Linked DNA regions of Siniperca chuatsi: region 2 is linked to region 1. The links are chromatin contacts, called in public Hi-C maps. All regions are on one chromosome and are shown on one strand. Each heading gives the region's core, a stretch centred on a gene start, on an enhancer-like site or on the middle of the called end of the contact. The rest is flanking DNA. Distances are from core to core; before and after follow the strand shown.

Region 1 (7,504 bases), core at 3,440-5,939:
GGTGCAGTTGACCAAATAACTCCAAAGCCACCATCAAACACCTGTCAGAGTGGAGGGATCACTGGTTAGTATGGCTATAAGACATCCTGAAAACACAATATTCAAGTTTCATTTAACTACTGAGCTGATGTGGCTTCCAGTTATTTGACCCAACGTCACGCCTCGTGGCATTTCACCTGTGCCATTTGGCATCCCCAAAGTAAAGATTCCCAATTGGGATGAAATAAAGAAAAACAATAACAAAAAAGGTATTCGTTTTTCAGTGTGAGTCCAGCCAAACTAAAAACACTATCTGCTCGCTCCGTCCTCCTTTCAACTTTAAAAAACGTCTTACTCTCTACAACAGTCAGCAGTCAAGGCATGAGAATGATCAATTCTGAGGCAATGAGTGTGTTGTGTTTGTCCATGGCAACAGTTGCAAGTATGAGTATATACACTCACTCCAGAGCTATTGTTACCATAAAGTCCTTGAAATGAAAAACTTTGTGCGTTCTTTTCAGCATGACACGCCACCCCCGCCCATCCCTCTGTCTGTACAAAGTCTCTTCCCTTATCCCCCCTCGCCCCCCCACATCGTCTCTAAAACACCTAAAAATGCAGCCGATGGTTTCCCCCTGGTCCATTAGCTGCGAAGCTGCTCCAGCCTGGCTTTCAGCTCTTCCTGTTTGGTTCTAAGTTTGTCCCTCTTGGATTGCAGTCTGTGGCCCTCGTCCTCCAGGCCGTAGATACAGTCTCGGGCCTTCTTCAGGATCACCACCTTGGACGCCTTGTCATTGTGCGACAGCTCGGGCACATTGTCACGCAGGCGCATAAAGCAGTTCTTCAGCTCGTTGCGCCGCTGCCGCTCCATCACGTTGTGTGTCCGCCGCCGCTCCTCCTCATCCTCCGTCTCTGTTGAGTTCCGGGACGAGTGGTGATGGTACCGGGACGAGGATGATGATGAAGAAGAGCTGCGAGAAGAGTGGTGAGAGCGCGATGAGCCGTCGCTCCCTCTCGAGCGTTTGTTGGAGGAGGAAGAGGATGAAGGTGGCGGTGAGGCAGGACAGGGCGCTGCATAGTTGTGTTGCAGCTGGATCTCAAAGTGGTGACGCTGAAGAACTCGCTGCTCCTCTTCCTGCTTCTGCTGACGGACAGACAGGTCAGCCAGTGAGGGCAGAGGGGAGGGACTGGAGGAACAGCGCACCACTGTCACCACATCAATCTCCTCCTCTGTCAGAGAGAAGAGAAGAAGAAAGGAGGGGGGGGTTAGATGAGTTTTCTGGCACAACCTTGTTTTCTGACCCATGTGGTAATTTTATCTGCTCTGTGAAGACGTGACACCAAAAACAAGAGTGTAGACACTGTACACAGCACGCCAGTGTGTGTGCATGGCTCACTCACACAGGAAACCAGTCAGTGGTGAAAATCTTTTCTTCTACTGTAAAAACAGCCACGTGCAGAAGCTTACAACTGTAACGCTGTTGATGAGTGAAGGCAGCTCAGGATTACAGCAACAGTTACATGTTTAAACAGCAGTTACAGTTTTGGTGCTCTGAAATGTACAATAAAGTATTTCAAGTGAAACTGGAGCATGAAAAGCTATTTAATGTTAAAAAATATATACATAGTTATGTTTATTCAAAAACTATTATAACAAAGCCAAAATGTGTTTGATATAATTAGTGTTTTAACAATGAGTAATCCTCAAGAGAATTCAATGCCAGTCTGCCTCTTGCTCTCTGGCTTATAGCAAGAGATGCCAGAGGGCTCGAGTCAGTGAAATGACTCATTGCAAGTTAATGGATGGAGCCGCAACTGTTACCACTAAACATGAGTCACTCACACACATACACACACCCTTACAGTCAACTCTCTCTCCTAAAACCTCTCATCTACTCATGAGAGTCAACAGCTAAAACCCTGCCCACGCTGCAACAACATCCTCGAGTATTAAAGGCTTCTGAAGATTACAGGTGGGCGGTTGGCGTACAGATAAGCTGAGTGCAAAGAACAAGTTGGGTTCAGTGCCACTAAACATTAACAGTGAATTATCAATGAAATGCCAGTGAAGCGGTTCTTGGCCATGAGTGTTTATACTGATAAGCTGCACAATAACAAGGCAGGAATGAGATTAAACTTTGATGACTATCACACATCAACAAAAAACCAAAATCATTTTTAAAAAGATGAAATATGATCCCAAAAGAGATCAAAGATTAAAGACTCACAACAAAAAGTCCAAACATTCTGGCTAAACTTTCATATGGGTGAAAATCATTAATGTAAAATGGAGATTAGCGTCTGAACTCACCAGAGTCACTGGATGAATAGTTGGACATCTCGCCACCCGTTGATCCGTAGTCTGATGTGGCCTCGCTGGGCTCCTGAGTGTCCATCAGGTTCTGGCAGTCCAGCGTGGAGCCGGCGATCTCCTCAAAGATGCTGGTGTTGATGTCAGACAGCAGCGGGCTAGAGCCGAGCATTGAGGAGACCAGCTTCTCTTCCAAGCTCTGCCACAGGCAGTCCTCGCCGCTCTCCTCCAGGGGGGAGCAGGGCTGGATGGCCTCGCCCTCCTTCTCAGAAGCATCAGAGTGGAAGAAGTCGTAGTTCCAGTTGAGCTGCATGTCGTGATCCTCCAGCAGTATGTCCGACACATAGCTCAGTTGGTCCTCCTTGGACAGGGGCTTACTCCCGCCTACCCCGGCCTTCATGGGGGGGGACTGCGGTGGTGTCGGCAGCGACTGGAGGTCCTTCATCAAACTCTGGCAGAACTCATCGTCAAACAGCAGCGGCTCGGAGTAAAGCCAATCCTGCGACTGAGCGAAGCTTTGCAACATGTTTGATCGCAGAATCTGGGAGAACAACAACAAAAACCAGGACAAAAAACTAAATAACAGAGGTAGTGGAGCTTATTAGGTTTAAATCCAGATACGCTAAGCCAGTAGTGTGTTTAAAGCAGCGCCTGTCAGAGTTGAACAGGGTAAATCCCAGCAGCAGCAGCACGTGTTGTAGTGAAAGTTTAAACCAGTTTCTTCAGATTGAGACCCCGACGGCAGCGTGCCACCTTTTATCTGTGTTTACATCACCGTAGCCCCGCCCCGCTGCTCCCCCAGAGGCCGTAAACCACCTAAAAGGATTTAACACGCCCCTCCCCGTGACGTCACAGGAACAGCTGGGAGAGACCGGGGTAGAAACTTTACACCTCTCTGCGCAATTTACATTTTCCTTCTCAGAAAGTTAATAAAAAACAACCGCAAATCGAGCCCAAAACCTTAAGAGGAGGGACGAGTGGCTTTTGTTTCCTTTTTGTTACTAGACACTTAAAACCTCTGCTGCTGTTTCTCACACACACACACACACACACACACACACACACACACACACACGACAAATCTTACAACTTCTTCCAGAGAATACAAAACCTACTCTGCTTAGCACAAAGTCTGGATAGTTATCATTTAAAAAGCCCCAAGGATATTGTATGATACCACTAATCAGTTAGGACATGCTTGGTTTTTGTAAACCACTTATTCACCATAAAAACTTTAAATTACTGCAAAATGCTACAAAAATCAGTCTTGTGATTAAACAAACGTAACTCAAAGTGGAACAGATGGAGAAGCAGTCCTACTTAGTGGGGAAAAAAATCCAATATTCCTATGGGGTCTCATGGTATGTGTATGTATAGCAGGCTGTGTTGGAGAACAAAGCAGCAGTGTGTGTGGTGCAGACAGGCTCTGGGAGTTAAAGGCTGCCTTTCTTTACCATCACAGCCTGGGGAAACCTGAGCCAAAACTTAAATACAGCCCGGTCTGCACCGTGACCGTAAAAATAAGTAATTAATAGTGTTTATGATCACATTTCCCCCACTCAACATAACGCTAAATGAGTTTCCCCACCCCACACACACACACACACATGAATGCATGCCATTCTCTAAGACTACAGGCGTTTAAGTACAGCAACTGAACAACTAAAGAATAAAAAAATAAATAAAAACCCAATTTCTAAATGGAGGTTTTGAATGCAGATCCGCTGAAGCTTCAATATTTCCTGTTAGGTCGCATCGACTGCATGCTTTTACACCAGATTTTTATTTTATTTTTTTTAATTTTTACAGATTTTTAATCAGATTTCAAACAGCACATTTAGTCATTTGCTAAAAACCTCAACATGCAACATGTCATGAATCTGACCAAATTCAGCAGTGTGAAAGAAGTCAGTCGATGCACCAGAAAAAAATCCAAAGGTTAACCCGCTTTGAGGGTCATTTAAACCCGGCATGGGTTGAGCAACTCTGGGTCTCCACGTGGAACCGGCATTCTTTTTCTTTAATTTAACACTTTAAATACATGAAACGCAAAGTTACAATAAAGAAATGCACAAAAGCACGATTTAACACCCAGCCATGAGATGACTTAAACGCCCCATGTGTAAATTAGATTACATTAGGTAGCCCCAATTCACCCGCATGCAGCTTCCTTACTTACATTCAACTGTCCTTACAGAGGGGAAATTTAAAATGATGAGAAATCGAGGAAACGTTCAAAATATCCAATAAAATCCACAGAGAGAGGTATAAAACTAGAGTTATCTGCTGAAGTGGGATTTTCTGCGAGTAAAATTAAAGTTAGAGCAGGGAAGCATGATGTTTTTCTCCTGACTAGCTTCTTCTTCTCCGCTACTAGCAGACAGAGTAGGTGTGGCCGTCGGGGTCGCTCGGTTTATATATCTGCTACTCACCGGTGTCCTTCCGCCAAGGACCAAAATCGCGCCAAAACGTAAAAACCGACAACGGGTCGTTAACGGCAACCCAACCTATCGCCTGTATATCCGCCGTCGGTTGCCGGTGCGATCAAGTACTGGCGGAAAAAGCTGGGGCGACGGCGATTCTGGTTGATTTTGCATTGAAGTCGGGGTCTATGCTGTCTTGCCGGCGGAGTGATACAGCGCAGGCTGGAATTCCAGGAAAATGGTGGCGGGTAAAAGTTAGGATAGATCACACGTGGATCGTGAGGTGATGCCGGCTGTCTCACTCCCTGTCTGCCTGCTTGTCTGTCTGTCTCGCCTCGGGGCGTCATTTCGAGTGGAACAGCGAAGACAATTTAAAACTCTTTCAATTGTTATTTTATTAGGCTAATTTTTTAAAAAAGTAGGTTAATCAAAAAAAAGAATAGTATGCGATGCGTTCAGGGTCAGTAGTCTGTGTTCAGATGCATGTGTGATTCATCGCACAGATTATAAACTAACCTTCTCAGTCATTAGTGGGGAATGTAGTGGGAACAGTAAGCCTCTTTGGGATTCTTGCGGCGTGGTACAGGCAGGGGGGCTTACAGTAGCCTATGTTTTCTCCGCCTCTCTACCTTTAATTGTAGTATTATGACTGAGAGACAGGCAGACAGACAGGCTGAATGCTTTCAGAGCCACGTTGTCCTCCACTTCCAACTCTTGCAAGGGTATTTCACCATCCATCCATCTATCCCCAACTCCTCCTCCTACTACTGGAAGCTGCTACTACTACAACCACAAACTATCTCGAACTGTCATCCACATACGTTTAAAGAAAAACATGCACCCCACTCCACCGCCGCCCCGCACATTTTTGCACTTTTTTCTGTTAAACAATAAAAAAAAAAAACAACTGAAACTAAATGAAACATAAATAGGCCTAAATCACTTTCATAGACAGTTCACATGAAAATAAAACAGATGAAATGCAAACACACACACACACATATATATATATATATATATATATATAGTAGTATGTGGGTGAAAGGACTGTGGACTGAGATGAATGAACTCCAAACAGCCCCACTCAGACACCGCAGCCCTCCCTGCTGCCTCTGCCCCGTGTTGCTTCTGCACTTGCACGTTACGTAACGGACAACGATTCGCCGGTACACGTGCAGAGGCGTCGCCCAGTCAGTGTGCGAGTCAGCCTCGGTTCACGTAAATTCTCAGAAAGGAATCTTGAAATAGGAGATCACAGTCTTCATTTATATTTATATTTATATACTCACACGCCCATTTAATGTAATATTTTCACATGAGAAGGTCCAGTTGGTGGTCATCTGATAACCAACAAATGTATATATAAAGGCATATTATATATTTACAACTGCTATATTATTTTTCATATCTATTCTTGCATTAATAGTCACTGCTAATTTATGTTAAAAATGGTTTAAAAAATGCATGAAGTCTGGTTCACATAACAAAAGGCTGGTGAATTAATCTCCATTACACCCTGTGTGTCTTCATACATGTAAATAAACAGCTCCTGCATGTTTATTGTTATTCAGCAATGCCTTTTCTTCATGCATTCTGCACTTTTAGGGATAATCACAGCCTTGTTGGGAGTCTGTCATATGGAAACTATTTTTGCTGAGTGTAAATGCACACCACATTTCCACAAACGGAGGGGAAATGCAGCATAATCCTACAAAGAAAAAAAAAAAACTTGGCTGAATTTTTAAAAAGTCTGCTGTTCCATATTTGGAGGAGGAGGTTTCTGTCTGTAGCAGCTGATGTTGGGCGGATCACAGTAGCAGAGCAGAATAGAACAGCACCAACAATATCAACACACAAAGAGAAGAGATCTGGTGGTGAATAAGTGGGTTAATATGCCACCTACAGGCCAACTGGCAGACTGACTAACTGGCCTGGTTTCAGCTCTGAATACTAAACCTCCTGGCTGGCTGAATGACTCACTGGTTTGATTTCTGACTAACTGGTTAAATCTGGGATTTCCAAATTGTTTCATATAAATCCCACCCCAGACACATCTGCATTAGATCATAAAATCAATTTAAATTATTAAACTTTTGTTAAACTCACAGTGCAGTTCATTGTGAACTGATCTTTTGTCATCAGCTGAGTATAAATACATTTGTCAGTTTTAAGTGAAGTTAAAATTACTCATTACCACCTTCATTATTAGGTAAATGAACGTCCCACAAGTTGTGCTTCTTAAGAATAATTTTTGGTTTATTACACTTCTATTTCCTAGACTTACAGTATCTCAGATGAGTCACAGGTCTTTTTTTTTTTACCATCATCAGAATCAGAATCAGAATCAGAAATACTTTATTGATCCCCGTAGGGAAACTCTTTGTTACAGTAGCTCGCCTTTACGTCAGTGCACACATGATCATGATGATAATGATGAGCATCCACTTCTAATCTACACCCCACATGGAATCTAAGGTTAAGTTCATTTAACGCAGTGGGTTTTACATCAGAACAATTATTAAACAAACTATTAGGTTCTTATTACGTTAACTCAGCAGCAGGGAAACATATGTTCTCAGATGGGGCTCCACATATATCAGCCCAGTATCCTCGAAATTACGCTCATATCGTACAATTCTGCACCTCACCATTTAAATGACGAGCAGCACAAAACGGCTATCTAGGATGCTATAATACGCCTGACTACATGGGATGTAAACAATCACAATGGTGATTTTATAACCTGACATCCCTGTCTTCTTTAATATTTCCTGCCATGCTTTAGTATAGG
Region 2 (7,504 bases), core at 3,236-5,735, 100 kb before region 1:
CACATAGTTTCATCTTAGTAACTGTTGGAGGCCGAAAGAGGTCAAATTATCCAACATTTCGCACACAAAAACAAACAGTAAATCTGAATAAATTAAAACAAATTTCTGTTGTAGAACCGCTGGACTAAAATACCAAACTGTATATAAAGTTAAAGTTAAAACTAGCTCCACCTCGACCAGCTACAACAGCAAAATACTACTTCTACATACACAGTGATGCATCAGTATTATAATGTAATGATGTATCAGTCAGGGGGGACATTTCTCTGCAGGAAAAGTACTTTTACTTGAAATGGAGTAAAGTATTTTTACATTGTGGTATTTGTACTTTCACTTAAGTAAAGGATCTGAGTACTTTTTCAACCACTGCCAGGATTTCCCTTACACCAAAAAAAAAGAAAAATAATCTATGGCCTTTGACCTTGAAATGATTGCATTATATTACACAGGAACACACAGTCCCTCAGATTTCCTTTTTGATGAAATCATTCCCTGATTATATTACATGTGTATACAAACACACACACACACACACACACACACACACACACACACACTTCCCGCCAAACGTGTCCTCTGGGTCGGCTGTTCGCGGGAAGAGCTTACCAACTCTTTCAGTTGGCTCTCGCCATGGAAACGATTTATCTCATGTTGCCGCGGCGCCATGTGGCGGACAGCGCTCTGCAAACACAAAACACTCTGACACACACCGCTGACCCAGATCCTGTTGTAAACACACACACATGCACACACACACACACACACACTTTGTATTTTTATGTCTGAATACATTTTGTGCCTCTGTACTTGCCTGTGTGTTCCTGTGTGTGTGTGTTTATCATCTTCAGTCATGTCATTTCAGTCAAATGTGTTATGGTTGTTTATTATAGAAACACCATCACCTTACAGGAGGCTCGGCATGATGCCATATTGTGCAGTAAAACACTGGACAAAGTGAAGATAGCAGTCAACAGGAAATCACCCCCTCTGTAACACAATAATAATGTCAGGCAGGTGATAATAATTACCAACTATCTCTACAATCCAGTGACACACACACACACATATACACAAAATTAAGAGTGTCAAGTGTACAATGCAAATACCTTGCTCCACCCACCGACCAAATAAGTGGGCTAAAGTAATGAATTTCTTTGTCTAATGCAAATCATTTTATTGTGTTGTGTGTTTGAAAGGTACTACATAAATAAAAATGCTTTGCCTTGCCTTAACTCGCAAGTTGGAAAGTCTTTTATTGGGTGTCTTACTGAACATGTCCTTCTGTTATTTTCAAAGCCACAACCAAAGGACACAGAAGTTAGTGAATGAAAAACAGTAAAACAAATGGAAAGAAACAAAAGAAAAGTAGAACAAATAACAGAAAAGAAGAATATGAACATTAAACTTATGGTGTCCTCAATGTGTGTTTACAGTGAGATCGCTTCTCACCACTAGAGGTCCTTGGTGAGTCAATTTGGGGTGAACTCACAACAAGCTGTCCTCTCCGTCTCTCTCTTTGTATTTCTCTGTCTCTCTCTCTCTCTCTCTGGTCGTCGAGTCTGCTCTGATCCGTTGACCGAAAACAAAACCTCTGATCCGTCCAGTAAACAGACGTCATTTTGTTCCAAACTTTCTGCCAAGTTTCACCTCACTCTGTTTGCTTTCACTGATCTGACGCTGATATTCCTCTTCTTTTTTTCTTCTCTGTCAGGACTACAGAGTGGATAAATGTCTGCTCATCCCGTCCAGCTGCTGATTTGAGTTGAAACCAGAATAGACTTGATGACCAGCTGCCTTTTTCAATATCAAATTTGGTTAAATAAAACCAACAGACTAGAAGACCTCAAAGCCTCAACAGCAGTTACTAAATCAGGCCCCAATTCAAAATTTCAATGATTACTCCACCAATAAGATAAAAATTCAGATTAAAGAAGCTCCTTACAGACCTCCAAAGACTGATATATGTTATTCCTCTGTGCCATAGAGCTCCACTGTTGCACTGGGTGACATGTTCCTTCATTACCATGAACACACACTCTGTAGTTTATTTGGACTCGATCCCACACACACACCGTCCTGCTGCAGGGAATACTCACTAGAGCACCAAATGTGAATTAATCTGCCGCTAAAAATTGTTCCCAACTAATGCACTTCTTCCTTCAAATGCATTTCCTCCTGTTTGAGAAACGTTTGGTAAAGGTTTAGAAATGAAACTATATATTTGTGAGCTGTTTTTAAAGATTTGTCTCTTCAAATGGAACCTGTGGGCTTTAGGCCATAGAAAGGGGAGGGACGTAAATGAGACAGACTAACACATTAATGTAATTTCTTAACAATAAATAAAATATCGCACCAATCTTATACAAAATGGCATTTTTGCCCTTTTTGATAGTATGATTTTTTAATCAGCAGTAACAGGATCATCACTGCTTTTAAGCTGCATTTTCATTTCTAGTGCAAATCCTATCATGTCCTATAAATAATAATAATATATGTGAATGAGTGAGCTGACCTCTCCCTCTCAGAACAGTTTGACTTTTGAGGCATGTGATATTTGATATGAACAACATCATCTGATATCTTGTTTTACAAGGTCAAGATATTTATAAATGTGCACAGTTACCTAATGGTAACATAGAAAACAACTTAACTGACCTACTTCTAAAATAAACTGTCCACATCGTGACACTGCAGCTTGAAAAGAAGCCTGTCACATTTTGCAGACTAATCCTTTAAATATAGAAAACTGAGTTGCACTTTTGTTGGAGTTGTTGTCATATCAACCACTTTTTTATTGCAATTCAGCAAAGCAGGATTTGAAATGTAGCCAGATAACTTTGGGTGGGCAATAATTTTGGTGATACTGGTGTAAATCCCTAAAACAATAATGATGTCTTGACACATGATTAAATCATACATATTGTGGATTGGTTTGATTTAGTTGCAATTTTATAAGGTACTGAACACATTTCTATGTACTCTGGCTAAATAGCTAATCCTGATTTGCGAAATACTCTTCAGTGTTAGATGTTATGAACTTTCACCTAGCTCCATTATCAGGTCAATTTTTTTTTTTGTTCATTAGCTATTTGCAGATATTTGATCAACTGTACTTTGTGTCTAGTGGTGAACAGGGTCAGGGTAAAATTGATACCTGCTAAACATCAGCCTGTTAACGTTGTCATCGTGAACAACCACACCAACCAATACTATTTTTTATATTTTAATGATAAAAAACAAACTTTGATCCTCAACTTTTACACATGTTAGCATTGTCATTGTAGGCTTGTTAGCATGCTGACTTTGGCATTTGGCTCAAAAACTGGGACAGCGATTGGCTGCTGTTCATTGTGAATGGGACTTGGCATTGCAACCTGGTGTCGCCCGCTGAGCTACAGAAATTTAAAAGGCACCAAGCAGCGCTACAGGGAAAGCTGAGAAAGGTTCAACTTTATGCAAATGTCCTCTGACGCAATGCGATCGACAACCAGGTGAGAGTCAAACGCACTCGTTATGATGGAAGCACAGAGGAGTGAGGGTCGCTTCCGGCACAGATACAGGACCGCCATGCCGATCAGCCCTGTCCGCTCGGGCATCATCGTTGCATCAAAACAGTTTCATTAACGCATTGAAAATAGAAAGCAAACAGGGATATTCTGTACTCGGGAAACAAAGTGTGCAACAGGAAACGACCAACTGCCTTATGTGTCGTACCGCGGCTACGTCAGAAGACAACTGACCAATTGGAGCAGAGTATGTAAATTATGTGCTCAACCCAACACACACACACCCACAGATTTATGAGAGGCCAGATGTGTTAATGCACTGAGAGTCTTGTTAACAAATGCTTAAAAAATGTACATGTTTTTCCCATGCCGGTAATTTGTTGCCACATATTGACATTGCAAAGTTTACAGGGAACCTATGTAACGTTGACCACAAGTGGTAATTATGAAATGCTAAATGCTAAAACAAAGTGTAACAGTAGCACAAGTAGAGAAGAGTAACACTATAAAAACAGAGACCTGACTCTTAGCTAACATTAGCCACCATTAGCTACTGGTCATACCAGACCAAGTAAGGCTGTAGCTGTGTAGTGTAATGAATTGAACAAAGGTGCGTTTTATTTCTCGTGAATTCAACTTTTTATCTGTAAGAGGAGGAATGTGTTATTTCTGTGTTTAATTGTGATTGTGCAGTACTCTAACTATACAATTATCAAATTATATGTGAACATACATTATCTTAGTGTCAGAATAACACATCTGACACAAGTGTTGTCCCTGACTTTAACATACGTGTTCAAATTGAACATGTTAACCAGGGATATGAGCAGACAGACATGTACATCGGTGGTGAAATGCGCATGTGTGAAATATACAGAGTGCTGTTTTGAGAAGACACCTGTTTTAGAGAAACATTTAGTTTTATCTTTTCAGACTCCTGGTTGTTCTGTTCTGTGGACTCAAACAGAACTCGTCCATCTGTGAAACTGTTTCTGTTGCTCCTGCTGGTTTCAGCCTCTTGGCCTCGAGCCGACGTCCTGTTTACAGAGCAGGTTGTGTTCGCGGATGCATTGTTGGCGCAACCACCCTGCTGAACTTTTGTTCCCATGTGTTGCCTCGCTGACTGCAGCAGCAGTGGCGGTCAGGAAGAGAAGCAAAGCCCGCCAAACTTCAGCAGCCAATCAGGAGCTGAGGAGGGAGGGACAGAGCGAGCAGCAGGGAAATACAGCATCTGGGAGAGAGAGAGTGTCTGGGTGGTCGCACACTGCAAAAAATGACACAGGGCAGGTCATTTTATGTCAGGCTACAACGTTTTTACTTGCTTTTTCTACATAATTCTGCAATATCACAAATGATTGACAATATTTCATGAAGTTTTGATTGCTTATACTGTATTACTGTATGTAGAAATTAGTTTTCTAAATTGCACTATTTATTATAATCTAACTTTTTCCCTCTGTTTAGTTTTTTGAAAAACAAACTCTTAGACAATTTTGTCATGTTTCTTGCTTCAGTAATATCATTAAACATCACAAATAAATTAAATTAAATTCTCTTTGACAGGTCCTAAAGCATGTATAGTACTACTGACATGCCAAATAATGCCATTTATGAGTTGCTTAACTTATTCTGAAAATAACAATGACCTATATGACATGCCTAGTTAAGACTATGACATAAGGATGTAAATAAAAGGAGTGAAATCCAACCAAAAAGAAGTCTAGGCTTTAAAGGACTTAAACCTGTAACCTTTGACCTTGCATGTTGACTTTGTCCATCAACTGAATTCACCTGCTTCTATAAAGGAGTTATTGATTATTTATTTGGTTTGAAGGCCTTTTAAATTGATTGCTATAGTTTAGCTATAATTCAGCTTTGGTTTGAGATTGATTTGTTGAGATCAATTCCAACTACTCCACTTCCATCTGAACTCCAAAAGGGACTTTGTGTTCCCTACGTCTTGAGTGCATGCTGGGAAGGATCGAACCCTGCCACCTGCTGACAAACAAACAAATACACACGCTCACACAAAGACTGTGTGTCCAGGACAAAACTACAGTCCACACTCATCACTTTTCACAGTGTGTGTGTGTGTGTGTGTTTTCCCACCACTGAGAAGTTTCTGGAGTTGTGCCAAAAATACTTTCCACTGAGAGAGAGAGAGGAAGAGAGAGAGAGAGAGAGAGAGAGAGAGAGAGAGAGAGAGAGAGAGAGAGAGAGAGAGAGAGGGAGGAAGGAGACAGAAAGTCTTTCATTCACAAATCTGAACAGGCTCCTAGTACTCACTGGACCTGCCTCTCTGTGTGTGTGCATGTGTGTGTGTGTTCATTTTGCCTTTTTGAAAAAATGCTTATGGAGTTTCGCCCGCAAGTAAAACCGTGAGATGCTTTAGATGTGTGAGAGGTTGTGTGTGTGTGTGTAGATGAGAGTGAAGGCGTGACTGCAGCAGCACATAACAGAAGTTTTATTACAAATACTTCTACACACACACACACACACACACACACACACACACACACACACACACACACACACACACAGTCAGTTCAAGTCAGGATAATGATTAAAAGGACCACTCAGCAGACACACTGAAGTCAGACACACTCCAGTCCAGTCATCACTGCCTAAACAAAACAAATAATGGCTTGAAGAAAAGTGTCCTCTCACAGGCTGCTTCACTGATGGATTTAAAAAGTTGTTAGGAAAAGAAATCCAGATAAAAACATCACCTCGTGTTGATCTTCTGGGTTCATTTATTCATGTGGCTGAAGGTGTTTTGGGGAAATACAGACATTGCTGATTTTTTAAGGACTGAGGATTTTAAAACTTATGTTGCTGTTGAAGTCTTAATTAATGAAGTTAGTGAAGCTGAGGGACACTTACCCCTTCCTCTCACTTGTGGACCCTTTAATACTGTACATGTATATAATCACACCACTATGTCACTGTTGCCTTGTAATTTTGACTTTAATTGCTCATGTGCTAGTTTCTATTTTTATTTCTATTTCTATTCTTATTTTTATACTTCTAATTATTTATTTTTACTTCCTCCTTTATTTATCTCTCACTTATTTCTGTCCTTGTGCTGCTGCAACACCTGAACTTCCCATCTGGAGATCAATAAAGGTTTATCTTATCTTATCTTGTGTTCTCATCAATGAGGGTCTCTGGGGTCTCGAACACCTAGGACCCCCTGACAACATGACAATCACATTTTTGGGAGGCTTCAAAAATTCAGCAAATTATTTTCTATTTCTCTGTGTTGTAAAGTTTATTTTCATGTTGAAATGTTGGAGCAGCACAGAAACAGACAGCTAATGTTGGGGTTGCAGCTGCTGATGTTACAGGTGTCGTCGCTTATAGTTGTGCAAACTGGCTTATTAAGATATTTAAAGGAAAAGTTTGACATTTTGGGAAATACGCTTATCTGCTTTCATGCAGAGAGTTAGATGTCTGTACACTAAGTATGCAGCTTCAGCCAGCAGCCAGCTAAGTTAGCTTAGCATAAAGACTGGAAAGAGGTCGAAACAGCTGGCCTGGCTCTGTCCAACGGGAACAAAATCTGCCAACCAGCATCTCTAAATCTCACTAATTTACATTTGGTATCTTGTTTGTTTAATCCGTACAAAAAATTACGGTGGTTTACGTGCCAAACTATTTCTTGGCCAGGACAACCAGACTCAGGGAAGTTACTTGTCCCAGTCAAGAAATGGTCTGCCTCCCCTTGTTTCCAGTCTATGCCCCTCAGTCTCACGGTGGTCATTAATTAAGACTTCAAAGGCAAAATAAGTTTTAAAAGCCGGCTGCTGACTGTAGCATGATATTTAATGCACAGACACGTGATTGAGATCGTCCCATCTAACTCTCGGCAATAAAACTAAAAAGCATATTTCCCAAAATGTCGAGCTTTTCTTCAAAACATCATCAACAACTTTAACAAGCATGACCACAATTGTTCCCTAACCTTAACTTTAAAACAAATTAATACTTTTATACAC

The links. A called contact is a pair of places that touch in the nucleus more often than the background predicts.
Region 2: a Hi-C map of liver shows a contact between it and region 1, with 2.8 times the contacts expected there. The contact joins the enhancer-like site here to the promoter of mych in region 1. A contact is called at or near these places in 2 of 3 Hi-C or Micro-C datasets (liver and skeletal muscle).

Annotation. Positions count from the first base shown.
Region 1 is chrLG2:5,717,030-5,724,533 of ASM2008510v1, reverse strand. mych (myelocytomatosis oncogene homolog) reads right to left here and starts at 4,689. Exons shown (of 3, transcript XM_044209986.1): 1 at 4,470-4,689; 2 at 2,291-2,831; 3 at 1-1,209. The coding sequence starts at 2,816. The coding sequence ends at 623.
Region 2 is chrLG2:5,821,377-5,828,880 of ASM2008510v1, reverse strand. No RefSeq gene overlaps it. Among protein-coding and RNA genes, the nearest start is that of LOC122882560, 17 kb to the left of the region's middle. Within about 2 kb of position 4,485, the one cell type or tissue checked has an H3K27ac peak away from gene starts, as active enhancers do. A contact at or near this core is called in liver, where this site is marked.